Linked DNA regions of Mus musculus: regions 1, 3 and 4 are each linked to region 2. The links are chromatin contacts, called in public HiChIP or PLAC-seq and promoter capture Hi-C maps. All regions are on one chromosome and are shown on one strand. Each heading gives the region's core, a stretch centred on a gene start, on an enhancer-like site or on the middle of the called end of the contact. The rest is flanking DNA. Distances are from core to core; before and after follow the strand shown.

Evidence for each region. Promoter capture Hi-C pulls out the DNA fragments that hold promoters and counts their contacts. HiChIP or PLAC-seq counts read pairs in DNA pulled down with a chosen protein or histone mark.
Region 1: a contact with region 2 is called in an H3K27ac HiChIP or PLAC-seq map of embryonic stem cells, with 5 times the contacts expected there. The contact joins the promoter of Nanp here to the promoter of Pygb in region 2. A contact is called at or near these places in 9 of 39 promoter capture datasets (the C10 cell line, the HPC-7 cell line, embryonic stem cells and 4 more), 4 of 484 Hi-C or Micro-C datasets (CD8 T cells, bone marrow-derived macrophages, regulatory T cells and 1 more), 14 of 115 datasets of contacts at active chromatin or transcription factors (the 230-238 cell line, the SCID.adh cell line, astrocytes and 8 more) and 5 of 9 other capture datasets (adipose tissue, embryonic stem cells, liver and 2 more).
Region 3: a contact with region 2 is called in a promoter capture Hi-C map of 3T3-L1-derived adipocytes, with 2.3 times the contacts expected there. The contact joins the enhancer-like site here to the promoter of Pygb in region 2. A contact is called at or near these places in 5 of 39 promoter capture datasets (3T3-L1-derived adipocytes, the C10 cell line, the HPC-7 cell line and 2 more), 10 of 484 Hi-C or Micro-C datasets (B cells, bone marrow, embryonic stem cells and 7 more), 7 of 115 datasets of contacts at active chromatin or transcription factors (the 230-238 cell line, embryonic stem cells, extraembryonic endoderm stem cells and 3 more) and 3 of 9 other capture datasets (adipose tissue, liver and pancreatic islet).
Region 4: a contact with region 2 is called in a promoter capture Hi-C map of hippocampal neurons, with 2.2 times the contacts expected there. The contact joins the enhancer-like site here to the promoter of Pygb in region 2. A contact is called at or near these places in 4 of 39 promoter capture datasets (the HPC-7 cell line, cranial neural crest, hippocampal neurons and 1 more), 2 of 484 Hi-C or Micro-C datasets (bone marrow-derived macrophages and embryonic stem cells), 3 of 115 datasets of contacts at active chromatin or transcription factors (embryonic stem cells and microglia) and 2 of 9 other capture datasets (adipose tissue and liver).

What each region holds. Positions count from the first base shown.
Region 1 is chr2:151,037,629-151,040,731 of GRCm38.p6, reverse strand. Nanp (N-acetylneuraminic acid phosphatase) reads left to right here and starts at 1,353. Exons shown (of 2, transcript NM_026086.2): 1 at 1,353-1,495. The coding sequence starts at 1,406.
Region 2 is chr2:150,785,490-150,788,935 of GRCm38.p6, reverse strand. It overlaps Pygb (brain glycogen phosphorylase), which reads right to left and starts at 2,140. Exons shown (of 20, transcript NM_153781.1): 1 at 1,826-2,140. The coding sequence starts at 2,068. It overlaps Gm30141 (a long non-coding RNA gene), which reads left to right and starts at 2,184. Exons shown (of 3, transcript XR_375102.4): 1 at 2,184-2,965.
Region 3 is chr2:150,926,158-150,929,383 of GRCm38.p6, reverse strand. Gins1 (GINS complex subunit 1 (Psf1 homolog)) reads right to left here. Exons shown (of 7, transcript NM_027014.1): 6 at 1,268-1,342. It also overlaps the pseudogene Gm20550. Among named protein-coding and RNA genes, the nearest start is that of Gins1, 18 kb to the right of the region's middle. Within about 2 kb of position 1,768, at least 11 of the 459 cell types and tissues checked have an H3K27ac peak or open chromatin away from gene starts, as enhancers often do. A contact at or near this core is called in 3T3-L1-derived adipocytes, adipose tissue and regulatory T cells, where this site is marked.
Region 4 is chr2:150,958,392-150,961,946 of GRCm38.p6, reverse strand. Ninl (ninein-like) reads left to right here. Exons shown (of 24, transcript NM_207204.2): 11 at 2,005-2,179; 12 at 3,086-3,196; 13 at 3,311-3,391. Among named protein-coding and RNA genes, the nearest start is that of Ninl, 49 kb to the left of the region's middle. Within about 2 kb of position 2,261, at least 21 of the 459 cell types and tissues checked have an H3K27ac peak or open chromatin away from gene starts, as enhancers often do. A contact at or near this core is called in hippocampal neurons, where this site is marked.

The DNA.
Region 1 (3,103 bases), core at 104-2,603, 250 kb before region 2:
ATATGACTGGCTGAAGTCAGCCTTTACCTTACATAGTTTTGGCGGTTTGGGCCTGACTGGCTGGAGGCCCAGCCATTTTTTCACAATTTGTATATATTACCCAGGTAGGGTACAGTTCACTATGAACAGAAGCCACTTGGAGCCAGTATCATTCAAGTATAGACAAAGATCTTAGTTGAAGTTAATTCAAGCCAGATGTGGTGGTACTTGGGAGAACTAGCACTTGGGAGACAGAGGGAGGCAAATCACTCTGAATTTGAGGCCAGCATGGTCTACACAGCTAGCTCCAGGCCAATCAGTTACTCAATGTGACACTGTCTCAAAACAAACAAACAAACAACAAAAACTGAAACTATAGACAATTAAATTTAATCAATTCTCACATGTTATGAAATACTTTCTCATTTTCTCTGAATAACTTACAATGTAAGAACCAATCCTAATTCGAAAGCTCAGAACCAGGTCTGTGGCATTGGCTGACCCAATAAGTTCCAGGTTAGTGAAAGTGACTCCAAATTTCATCAATAAAAAAGGATTAGAGGTTGATTTCAACCAACAGAAGGCAAACCTTGTTACTTATCTTGTGGGGTTCTTAACAGACAGTCTCGGTTCCTTGCTAGAAATTACAGAAAACCATGCAATTAATAGGCACACAAGACTTGGGCTGCAGAGTTTCAGAAAAATGAGTAAAGATGGAGGGAAAGGAGCTGGAGAAATGGTTCACTGGTTAAGAACTCATACTGCTCTTGTAGAGGACCCAAGTTCCCAGCACCCACAGTGGGCAGCTCACAGCCGCCGCAACTGCAGCTCCAGGACGACCTCGTCTGTCCTCTGCAGGCACTCACGTACACAGAAACACAAATACACATTTTTAAGAACAACCATTCGGCAGACACTGCAGAGACTCCCATTTCTCTTCAGTTCTTCTAAGCATCTTTCAAAGGATGTTCAGATGAAGGCTCTAGTTCCTACAAGGCTGTGGGCAAGAAGTGAAGCGCTAAAGTCACCGGGCAGCTAGGTTCCGAGGTTGGTGGGCACACTCTCCTGCCCCATCTCCTGATGGAGACTGTGCGGTCACCATAGAAAGACAGGCCAGCCAAGGGTCTGGAGAGTTTCTCCAGTACGGCTCGGATGTCCTTCTCAGCCCTAAGCAAGCCCACCAAGCCATTAACGGAGAGGACCATCCACCCACACACAGCAGTAAGCCTTGATAACACTCATCCACCTCTCGTGCACGCGCACCCTATAAAATTTAGTGTCCGAATCTCGCGCGATCTTGCCACGGAGACCCCGGAGCTTTGGAAGGGTCAGGTGACCTCCGAGACTCCGCCCAGGTGTTCCTGACCGCCTTGCGCATGCGCGGCGCGGCAGAAGCGGCTCGCGCGCTGCTTGGGTTGCCGAGGCTATGGGGCTGAGTCGGGTCCGCGCGGTCTTCTTTGACCTGGACAACACACTCATCGACACGGCCGGGGCGAGCAGGAGAGGCATGTTGGAGGTAACGTCCCCGCGCCGTCGCCCTCCCCTGCCGGGCCAGCACTCCGCTCCGCACCCTCAGTCCCCCCGCTGCGTGCCCGTGGAGCTTCTTTCCCGCGCGTGGGGCCGGGTGCTGGACTCTGAACTGCCACGACTGCAGAGTCGCCGCCACCTGCGGTCACCCGGGCTCGGACGGCGCGGGACGAGACCCCTCGCCCTCCTCTTGCTGCAGCCCCGCGCGAGATGGGCTGCGGTGGGTTTTGGGGAAGAGGCTCAGACAAGGCTTTGGCCCAGGAAGTTATATAACTCTGAGAGGCGGGCCTGGACTTAACCTACATCATAGCATTTTTTTTTTCCCTGCAGGCCTCCCTGTGGCCTTCCGGGCTTTCTGGTGCTGAGACCCTCGGCACATAAAATGCTGAGGGGGCAGTCTTTTAGTGAGGCATTGCTGATCTGCACCCTCCTAGCTATAGCTACAGATGCTGTCGGACATCTTCCTTTTCCAGTCCTGCTCTTAACCCACCCCTACTTTCCATCCCCTGCCTTCAGCTTCAAGGAGAAACCGAAGGAGTATCAGATGTGGAAAGCCCACTTACAAAAAAATGCCTGCCCTTTCAATACTAAGGGTCTTATGCGTCTTCAGGTAGTTTTTTGTTTATCTGGATCTTAAACCTTCCACATTTCTTGCTGCATTGCACCCACAGTTTGTTCGTGTCGGTCTTTAAAATTTTTTAACCCTACATCTCTCTTGGACTGTGCTTTTCTGCACAGCTATGTTTTAAGGAAAATTGCCACCCGTTGTCTCCATCAGGGCTCTCTTCTCTGTATTTCCAAATCCACTCACTGGGACGTAGCTTCTGTCTCTGCCACAAGAATACAATAGGCTTGCCAAGTGGTTAGGTGGCTCCCAAAGTGCCAACGTCACTAGGTATTTTGAATTGGGGTGTGCATGTGCGTGTGCGTGTGCGTGTGTGTGTGTTATTTTCTTGGTTCTGAGGTTTGAGCCTACCTCCTCGCCATCCGAGACAGGTTCTCCCCTGAGCTACTTCTCCCCACACTTGGAATCAGTCTTAACTGAAGATTTCCACGCTGTCGATTGCCCCGTGCATTGTGACACCCTCACACGTTACATACTTCCGTGTGTTCTGCCTCCATTATCTCAGACTGCAGACAGGGCACACTCAACAGGTGCTCTTATCCAGCTGAGGCCCGTGTTTTGAGACTCAGGTTTTGTGTTAGGCTGGTTCTTGTTAAGTAGGTCTATTAAACCTCACATTTGAATCACAATTCTCCCAGTACTCGGTGCCTCAGCAGACCCCCTGTCTATGCCTAGCCTCAGATCCTCGTAAATTTGAGCATTAGTCTGCATAACACTGTCAGGTAGCTTTCATGCCATACATGGGAAGATTGTACCATCCAGCGCTCATTCAGTGAACTGCGTCCCCATCCACTCTTGTCTCCCAGTCTCGCTTATTCTCCCCTTAATGACAAAAAGGCTCATCCAATGTAAATTTTTGCTGTAGTCTTATCTCCAGGCTGACCACATCCAATTCATCTTTCATATCCCTGCCACAGTGAGTTTTGGGTTTTACTTTTTAAAACAAAAAAAAATGACTTGGGAAACAAGGCA
Region 2 (3,446 bases), core at 891-3,390:
ATAACCTGTTTTAGCCATTTGGGGCCACTTCTTTAGAAGCTGCCTTGCATACTAACTATGAAGAAGCCCAACTAGCATTCTAACAGCCTGTCCTCAGCATCTTTATTTCAGGAAGGGAAAAAGCCCCAGAATGAGTTTGGAAAGCAATTAATTTTTACTCTTAGCAATTATCAAATATACTTTAATGCCCTATAAAAAAATTACTCTAAAAAGCTCTGTCACTAAGACAGCTGTTGGGTGCCCAGATTTCTTTTTTGTATGTTTGTTTGGTTTGGTTTTTTTGGCTTTTTTTGTTTGTTTGTTTGTTTTTCAAGACAGGGTTCCTCTGTATAGCCCTGGCTGTCCTGGAACTCACTCTGTAGACCAGGCTGGTCTTGAACTCAGAAATCTGCCTGTCTCTGCCTCCCAAGTGTGGGGATTAAAGGCGTGCGCCACCACCGCCCAGCTGGGTGCCCAGATTTCTATGGCAAATCAGATCATCACTAACTGGCCCCAGATAGGCAAGAGTTTTTTCCTTGCTAGTTTTCACTCTGTCTTAATACAAGATAGGCAGAATTCTCCATACCAAATGCAGAGAGAGAGAGAGAGAGAGAGAGAGAGAGAGAGAGAGAGAGAGAGAGAGAAATTCTTGCAACAGGGGATGTGTAAAAATATGATACCTGCATAAGCTTAAAAGCACCAGTATGTATTACTGACCCAGAGCCCTGTTTATGAGTGAAGCCACAAATGGTTTCGGATGAAATAAAAGCCACAAAATTGTGCAGCATACAAATATGCATACCTGTGTATTTAGGAACAGCAATTACCTGGAAACATAAACGGAACAGAATAAGGAGGACTGGGGGACCTGGTGGAGCTGGCACACGCCTTAATAATCCCAGCACTCTGGAGGCAGAGGCTGGTGGGTTTCCGTGGGTTTGAAGCCAGCTTAATTGCACAGAGTTAGCAGTCCAGCAGACAGAGCTGAGAAGTTTTGGGGGTTGGGGTGGTGAGAACTGTCAAAGGCTCCGTTCAGTGTATTTTGTTTTCCTACTAAGAATAAAGGTTTGCAAAACAGAAAAAATGCTACAACTTCTAAAGCAACTTGCTAACAAGTTTTGTCAAGGTGGAAACCTCAAAGGCAGCCTTCCCCACGAGGATTCCATCTTTGAGTTTCGGACCCTCTCCTGTTTCAGGCAGGCATTACAAGTGATTTTCTTCTCATCAGTCTCGGAGTAGGGGGTAGGGTGGGGAGCACGGGGCGGGGCAATTCCCTGCAGATTACTGATCTCACCCCTTTCCGACTCATAAAACTACCGGATCTAGTTCCAGTCCCCCATCTTCTTCGCTCGGGGCTGCAGAAAAACAAAAGGGGGAGGGGAGTGGGGGAGTAGAGGAAGCATGAACTCTGAAGCCATCTCGGAAGTCCACAGCTGGAAAACAGCCGGAAAATCCGCCGGCAAGAGCAGACCCCTAGAGCACTTCTCTGGGATGCGCAACTCCGCCGTGGGCAGAGGCCTGGCTCCATACAGCCAGATTCCAGACAACGTACCGGTGGGGGACTGACTGCGGTGGAAGACAAGGGGCCACTCAAAGCCATACTTAGGGACTGGGGACTGCGGGCCGGGGAGCAGGGGGATGGGTCTCAATTAAAACGAAACCCGAAAGAGAGGGTATGCACCGGTCCTTCGAAGGAGGATGCATAACTCTACTGTCTCTTCATTGGTCGCAGGTGACCGTGGTGCAACAGGGACCAGGCCCGTGGGCGATACTTGGGAGGGGGGGGGGGGCGGGACCCGCCCTGCCCTGGGCTCGGTCTCCCTCCCAGGGAGGGCGGGCTGCTCACCTTGGGGTCCCGCTCATAGTAATGCTGCTGCGTGCGGATCCAGCGGCCCACTAGGTGGTCGCGAACTGTGTGTGCCAGAGCGAAGAAGTAGTCGCGGGGCGTGGCCACATTGCGGTCCTTGACCAGCGTGAAATGCAGGTGTCTGTTGAAGCTCTTCCGCACCTCGGCCACGTCGCCCAGCCCCGCGATGCCACGCACGCTGATCTGCTTCTGCCTCTCACTGTCCGTCAACGGCTTCGCCATGGCGCCAGAAGAGGCAGAGGACAGGGTACGGCCCTGGAGCGAGCAGAGAAGACTCTAGCGCTGGGATGCTGCGGTGTCTCTGGCGCCAAGGACTGCAGCGGAGGCCGGCTCATACGGATTGCGCCTGCGCTTTGCGAGAGGGCCGGGCCCTGTGGATGGGCGTGGGCTGATCTGGAGGCGGAGCCTCGGAGAAAGAGCCCGTCAATCAGGCTGTTTCAGCCGGGAAGAGAACGTGGACGCTCGAGGGGAAATGGTTTATTCCTTTACTGGTGTGTCTGGGGCTGGAAAAACCGGACTGCAGCTTCCCCATACCTAAGATTTACCACTTTTATGAGGCAAAAGTAGAAACCGAACCAGTGGCTGCGCCTGCCACACTGGAAGGCAAACTCTTGCCATTCAGGGACTTCCTGGAGTTTCCGGGGCTGCAGGGACTGGCTCTGCACAGAATCACCAGATGCCCTTTTTAGGACTGCATTGGGTGCTCAGGTGTAGCTGAGCTCTGTTAAACGTTCAGAGAAGTGTGCACACGCTTGACAGACAGCCCCCAATACCTGCTGGGACTCGTCGCCAAGCTGACAGGTGGTTCTGAAAACACACGCAAGAAAAAAACGTTGTTTGTGCAAAAACTAAAAATTCATAAGTCATATCAATGTTTGTGCCTCCATGACACCACTTCAGCTCTGGAGAACAAACTGCATGGAACTCCTCAAAATACAAATCGCCAGTCTAGGCTGCAGTGACAAACACAAAAAATCTGCTGCAAATTAAGTATACAGCATTCTCTCCAAGGATGGGCAGAGGCTACTATCAATCACAACCTTTCTGGTTGTTAAAGAAAAATTCCATCCAGAAAGAAGTCAGCCATGCACAAGGAGAAGAAGGAGAAACATTTCATTGGTGAGCAGGGAAGCAAGCTGAGGTTCTGAAAGGGTTTAGGCCAGCCCAAATTTCTTACCGTTTATAGGTCAGGAGGCAACACTGCCTGCCTAGGGGACCATCTCAGAGTGGTCTCTGAATCCCTTAATCATTAAGGGAGTTTAGTTAGGAGTGTTTACAGCAACATAAATTGCAGAAACAAATGGTTTTATATAAGAATACATTATAATTTCAATAATATGTATCAGGCAGGTAGCAATAAAAAGGCATACAGGAATTGCAAATAACAGTAGTCTTGGACTGTAAAAGAACTTTTCTCTTAGCAAACTGTAAGAGGAGGTTCAGCATGACCTTAGTCCTCTGTGACAACCTTCCCTTCAGGCAGTTTTGGCAAATGTTTGTTTTCCAGATAAAGGGTGGGTGGTTTTTTTTTTTTTTTTTTTTTTTTAACAAGGCAGGACTCAACCTACCTAAGTAAAACTTTAATCCAATTGACTCCTAC
Region 3 (3,226 bases), core at 519-3,018, 140 kb before region 2:
CTCTCGGGCCAGAGCAGCAGATGGTGTGAAGTACTCTGCTCCAGGATGCCCACAACAACATGATACTAAATGGTCAATAGCCACATGGCAGGGCAGGTAAAGAAGAAAGAAAGAGTGGCCTTCGGAGGCTCGCTCCCTTCTGTACTGCCAGTTCAGAAAATGGAGAGAGGATAAAAATGAACTGTGGTAATATGAAGTCTCAGTTCGTTCACAACTTGGCAAATTTAATCTGTCCTATTAAGTTCTTCTGCTTACATATTAAGTATTTAAAGGTTTCTGATCTACATCACAATTTCTTGCTCTAAAGGACAAGGTTAAAATGAAGTATAAGTTAAAAATGGTTACTTAAGAACTTTTAAAATTTTAAGGAAAAGCTTAATCCAACATTGTTTTGTTTCTTTTTTTAAATTTTTTTATTAGATATTTTCTTCATTTACTGTTTTGTTTCTTACTCTAGTATATGGATATGAACCCATAGCTTCATGCACGCTGGACAAGTGCTTCACCAATGAGGCACAACTCCAAACCTTTTTACAAGAACTCACAAAATTGCCAGGGATGGCTTACAATTGTAGCCTAGGTTGCTGTTGAACTTGCTATGTAGACCAGCCTGGCCTGGAACTCAGAGCTCTGCCTGCCTCTGCCTCCCAAGTGCTGGGATCAAAGACAAGTTCCACTACACCTGCTTGGTATTCAACTTTTGTTCCTCCTGTCTCAGGTGGATTACCAACCCTGAAATTCAACATTTTAATAGTCCCCAAATACTTTGTCAACTAACTAGAATAAGACCTATTATAATAACTACTCAGGAAAAATACATTAAATATAACCACAAGCTTAATAAATGAATTAACATTCTCTTGCCATGTGACACATTTGCTTCAAGTCTTATTATTTAGAAAAAATCCAGAACTGGTTTGAGATACAGAAGAATGTCAGAAGGAGATATTACTTTGCTATCAAAACCAGCATTTCCATGCACACATTCCTTCCTTCCTTCCTTCCTTCCTTCCTTCCTTCCTTCCTTCCTTCCTTCTTTTCTTCCTTCTTTCCTTCCTTCTTTCTCTCTTTCTTTTTTTTTCCTAGACAGGGTTTCTCTGTGTAGCCCTAGCTGTCCTGGAACTTGCTCTTTAGACCAGGCTGGCCTCAAACTCATCATTCCACCTGCCTCTGCCTCTCAAGTGCTGGGATTAAGGCGTGAGCCATTACCTGGCTGCTCACACACACATTCTTAACAAGGTTTAAAGTATGTGTCAACAGAAACTACCTGACTATTCTTTTTAAGCAGGACTGAAGTGCCATCATCAACTTCAAATTCTCCATAGTCTTTTAAACACCGCACCTGAAAGAACAAATTAACATTATTTTTCCTTAGGGACAAGGTCTTAGCTGTGTTTTCTAGGTAAGTCTCTAACTCAGCTCTCCAAACTCAAGTGATTGTACTGTGTCAGCTTCCTGACTGACAGTATAGCTGTGCCCCCACCATAACTGGTTTATATTATTATACTGTATGAATATTAAATATATAATATTTAAATCCACTCAAGCCTCATTTTTGAAGAACCCACTCATACATCAGTATGTGAACAGGACACAGCGAAGTTTGTAAGTTCCTAATTTTGGAAAAGATTCTTTCAATCTTCAATATGCAGATTCATTCCAGGGAGTCTCTTTTTTTTTTTTTTTTTATTCTTCAGCTGACAGCAAGAGGATTTATTGTACATGAGTTACACTTGGCCATAAGAGAGAACAGAATTAGTCCAGAGTGCCAAAGGTCCAGGGCAGAGGGCCAGCAGGACTGTTTTGGTTGTAAGAAAGGCAGTCATTCGCAGGTTATCATGGCGAGGTGATGTTCCAGGTCTACTGAGACTTATTACCGACAGCAGCATACAGTCCGACAGCTTGTTCGGCTGCCCCAGCCTTGAGCATCCCTCACATCTGCTCCCGCAGGCGTCCTGGGTGCACAGGCTGGCTTACTTGGACCTCTGCCTCATTTTTCTTCTCTTGCACTTTAGCCTGCACATTCTCTTCTTCAGCCACTTCGCTCTCATGGCGCAGGAGTCTCAAGGAAGATGGTGCTAAGACCGAGAGCCAGAGTCAGGGATTCTTAGCAGCAGAAAATGAAAGCACAACTTTCATTTGGTGGCATAATAAGAAGCAAAAGTGAAACTGGACTGAGTTATCTTTTAATTTGTAAATCTTAATCATCCCAGATCGTTCTTGTTAACCTTGCTCTTTAAGCAGATAGGTTATTGGAAGGTAGAGAGTAAGGCAGTCTTTGACAGCAACTTCTGCAGTGGAAAAGAACTAACTCTCTGGACTGGCAAGATGGAGCAAAGTGTAAAGCGCTTACTGTTAAGACTGGTGATCCACGTTTCATGCCCTCATCTCACAGGACAAGGAGAGAACCAACTCCCCAAAACTGTCCTCAGGTTACCAATGGACATGCAGCCACATTTAAGTACACATTACTTGGAAAGAGTTTTTTTGTTTTTGTTTTTTTTTTTTTTTTAAGGGAGAGTATTGAGTGATATCAAGAAAATTAGGGAGGCATTTCATCTCCTAAGAACTGAGAAAGAGTTTACTCTCCTAAGGGTTAGTTAGGACTCCACTGACTGCCACTGACTTCAGCAGCAAGTAGCAGGTACTTCTACTATGTCCTAACATTAATCTGAAATTTTACAATGACTTTAAAGCTTTTTAACTTAATGTGAGAAATACTATTAGAGTATCAGAGGGAAATCTTCACTGCTTTTGGGGAATGGCTTTGGGGAAGAGGGGCTGGTGCTGAGCCTACTGCATGCAAAGTGCAATCTGTACTCATTTAATATCCCAAAGTTCCCACACTTGTCTCATGAATATTTTAATTTTTTCTAATTTCATTTCACATGCATGTCTAGCTGTATACCACATGTACATACAGTGTTCAAGAGGGGCAGAAGAGGGCACTGGCTCACCGGTGTTACAGATGGCTGAGCTGCCATGTGAGTGCTAGGACTTAATCTGGATCCTCTGCGAGAGCAGCCAGTGTTCTTGATCAGTCATCATCGATCCTGTTCTTCATGAATATTGTTCTAAGTTTCCAGGTTGAAACTAGAATCTGACAGAGCTACACATTATGTTTTATGTCTTATCTTTTAATCTATAGGTTTGCTACCTCTTTAGAAACTTGTTCTTTCTGTGGCCATCTATTTGTGGTACCAAAGACAGAACTACTAAAATGAGT
Region 4 (3,555 bases), core at 1,012-3,511, 170 kb before region 2:
GCTGAGGAGTCTGTCATCCTGTCACGAGTACCTTGGCATCCCAAGGCCGTGCTTCTTCACAGCGTCTTGGCAGCTTGGGAAGGTGGAGTGACATGTCTCCCTGGGTGTTACTCAGGATACTGAAGAAGCCCCCCACACAGGCTTGATGGAGTTTGGGGCTTTCACAGAGATTTTCATTTTCCTTTATTTACCTTTGTAGCTTTGGTGCCTCAGTACCCCACCTGGCAAGGAACTATTAGACCATCATGGCCACAGGGACAAGGGACGAACAGGGTAGGGTTGGATTGGATTGGAGCCACAGCGGCCTAGACAACACCCTCTGTAGCTGAGGGCAGCTAACCTCAGGTACCACAGGTTCTGCTGGTGATCTCCCTGCATCTGGAGCTCAGCAGTGAGCCCTTACCTCCTAGCAGTTAGATTGTGTTCTGCTAAATGTTGGGTTTAGACAAAAAGCCCATTTCTTCCTTCTCCACGGGTGCTCTGGCTCTGTTCCTGGGCATCCGAAAGCCAGAGATTAAGGAAGAAGATGGTGAGGTCTCAAGCTGTTGTCATCCTGTCTGCATCTGCGTCAGCGCTGCCTCACCTAACCGCCAGCATCCATCCCATTTTCGGTCGGAGAAATGGAGAGTCAGACAAGCTTATAACTTGCTCACAATTACTCATGGATGTATGGAGTTGAAATCCAAGTCTTCTCTGTCCGGGTCTTACATCATCATTCTCTCCCTTCGTCCCAGGTCTCATGCATACTAAGCGAGTGCTGTACTACAGAGCTCTATCCCTACCCCTTTTTATTTCATTTTAAGACAGTCTTACTGAGCTCTCCAGGCTGACTGCCCACTTGGAATCTTCCTGCCTCAGTCTCCTGAGTAGCTGTGCTTATAAATAGTAGCACGAACCACTGTGCCTGACCAGTCTTACCCTATTTCAAAGATAGCTTATTTATTTAGGGAGTGTAAGAACCTTAGGTCGGAGAAGCACCAAGGGGTGCAAAGCCTGCTCACTCTTTTCTCTTGACTGCAGAGACTCGATTGTAAGTATGCAATCTTTATCCACTTTCTTTTGGTTGTGCATTTCTAAGGTTTTTTTAATGGGGTGAAAGGGCTAAATAGGATAAAATATATTGTGGAAATAATCTCTTTTTTATTTCTATAACTGAAGACTGAGCCTAGGGCCTTATGTTTGCTAGGCCAGAGATACACTGAGCTAAATCTCTAACCCTTAAAATATCTTTTAAAAAACCAAAAATTTCCCAAGTTGTTTTCCAAGCATAAATGAGATTTGTTCTTTCTCCCAATCTCCATCTTGTTCCCTTTAGGGTATGGTTTCTGGAAAGCTATTAGCTGAGATAAAAGTCCAGGCTGTGTCAGCTGGGAGAATGAACCCACACCTTCTCTCAGGTTTAGTCACTGACCCTGCTGAGGCGTCCTGCAGTCTAGAGAGACTTACAGGCCGTGTAGCTGCCACCAGAGTGAAAAGACTAAGGCTTGCGCTGCTTTCCACGGTTGGCAGCACTCGCGGAAGATGAGGATAGACTGTTAGGGAGAAATTCCTGTGCTGGCTCCCCTCATCTCAGGAATCCACTGTCCACAGGTTTTGTGCAGCCTGTCTCCTAGAAGTGGAGGCTGACATTGATCATCTGGCATCAGAGGCCTGCCACAGGGCTTCTGTAGGCTAGGGTTGCCTGGGATGATGTGGTATAATGTGGGCAGGATAGGTGGAGAGACAAGACATCTAGGGTACCTGCATAGAGAACTCTACCCACTTGCTCACCCCAGGGCTCCAAGTACAGCTTTGAGTATTTACCATGTGTCCACCACCACCCCAACCCCCTTTTTCCACCAGTTCATGAAGGAAGTATATGCAATGTCTCTTATCTCTGGCATAGACAGTTCATCTGTTGAGCAAATTGACAGGGTCCAGCAGAGGAAGCATTCCAAAGACAGGTGTCCAGAGAGGCCAAGTGACACTTCTGAGAGAGACTGTGTATTGTGTGCTCTGTTGTAGGCACCTAGAGCAAGAGTACAGGGGAAGGCTGAGCCTCCTGCGGTCCGAGGTAGAGATGGAGCGAGAGTTATTCTGGGAGCAAGCCCGCAGGCAGAGAGCCGTGCTGGAGCAGGATGTGGGCCGTCTCCAGGCTGAGGAGACCAGTCTCCGAGAGAAGCTGACATTGGCTCTGAAGGTAGGTGGGAGGCATCCCTGCTGTAAACCGGGAGGGCACATATTGGCAGAGCAGAGTGACATCACACTCACTCAAAGTAGGAGGTCTTGGCTTTGCTCAATCCTCCTCTGTTCTGAGTCATCTGAGCTCAAAATCAGAGTGAATCAGCTCCTACCACAGCCGCATGGCTGCATCCCTAGGGTCTAGGAACACCTTTAGACACGGCCTGCCATGACCTGGATTCATAGCCACAACTTTTAGGGTTTTTGGTGCCTCCCTGCCTTGTACCTCCCCTGCTTTTGGCTCCCAAACACCATCTTAGCTGTGTGGACAGCCAAGCTCTAGCAGCACTTACCTGCGTGCCTTCTTTCTGTTCTGCTCCCAGCTTTTTTCCTAATGCCTAAGGACCTCTGTGGCCTTTTTCCTCCACCCTGGTTCCTGCAGCCCCTGCCCGTTGTGGTAAGAGTATCTGGACATAACTCACGTCATCCACTAATGTGATGCCATTCTCTTGACCCTTCTCAGCACAATCCTTGTCTTCTGACACCCACCACTGCGGTGCTGGACCTCTGAACCATTCTGATACAACTTCAAACCGATCACTTTAAAAGCAGCTTGGACATAACGCTTTACCAGCCCTTTCTTCCTTCACTCATGAATGCTCTGAACATGGGAGTGGGAGCAAGAAGGGAAGACAGTGGGGAAACAATCACCTTGGAGGTGTTGGGTTTGTCATAAGAGATGGGGTTCCAACAGCTCACCCTGCCTGCTTGGTGTAGAGGCAGCAGGCAGCCACATGCCTGCCTTTTTCAGGGCTTTTCCTGAAAAGCTGCTAGAAACAACCCTCCACCATACAGAGAGGTGACATGGAGACTTATCAGCATCTTTCTGTGTCCTGAACCCAGCCCATGTCAACCTATCTCCTAGGAAAACAGTCGATTGCAGAAGGAGATCATAGAAGTGGTAGAAAAGCTTTCGGATTCAGAGAAGCTGGTCCTACGCCTGCAGAGTGACCTCCAGTTTGTGCTGAAGGACAAGGCAAGCCTTTGCTATTCAGAGCAGTTCCAGTGGTCAGTGGGGTCAGAGTCAGCACATCATGTCCTGTCTTCCCAGGAAAGCTGATATGCTGGTATGCACATTTCTCTCTTTCAGCTGGAGCCTCAGAGCATGGAGCTCCTGGCCCAGGAGGAGCAGTTCACAGCCATCCTGAACGATTATGAGCTTAAGTGCAGGGTACGTGCCTTTCCCCGAGTCTGCTTACCCATCTTGAGCATCCCTGGGTCCCCTTCCTACAGCCTGCCCTGCAGCAATGACAGGAAGGGCAGGCCTGCTGCACAGGACCAGCACTATGGATTTGCAGAAACTCCCTGGCTCAAGACCCCAGTGGCCACGTGAGG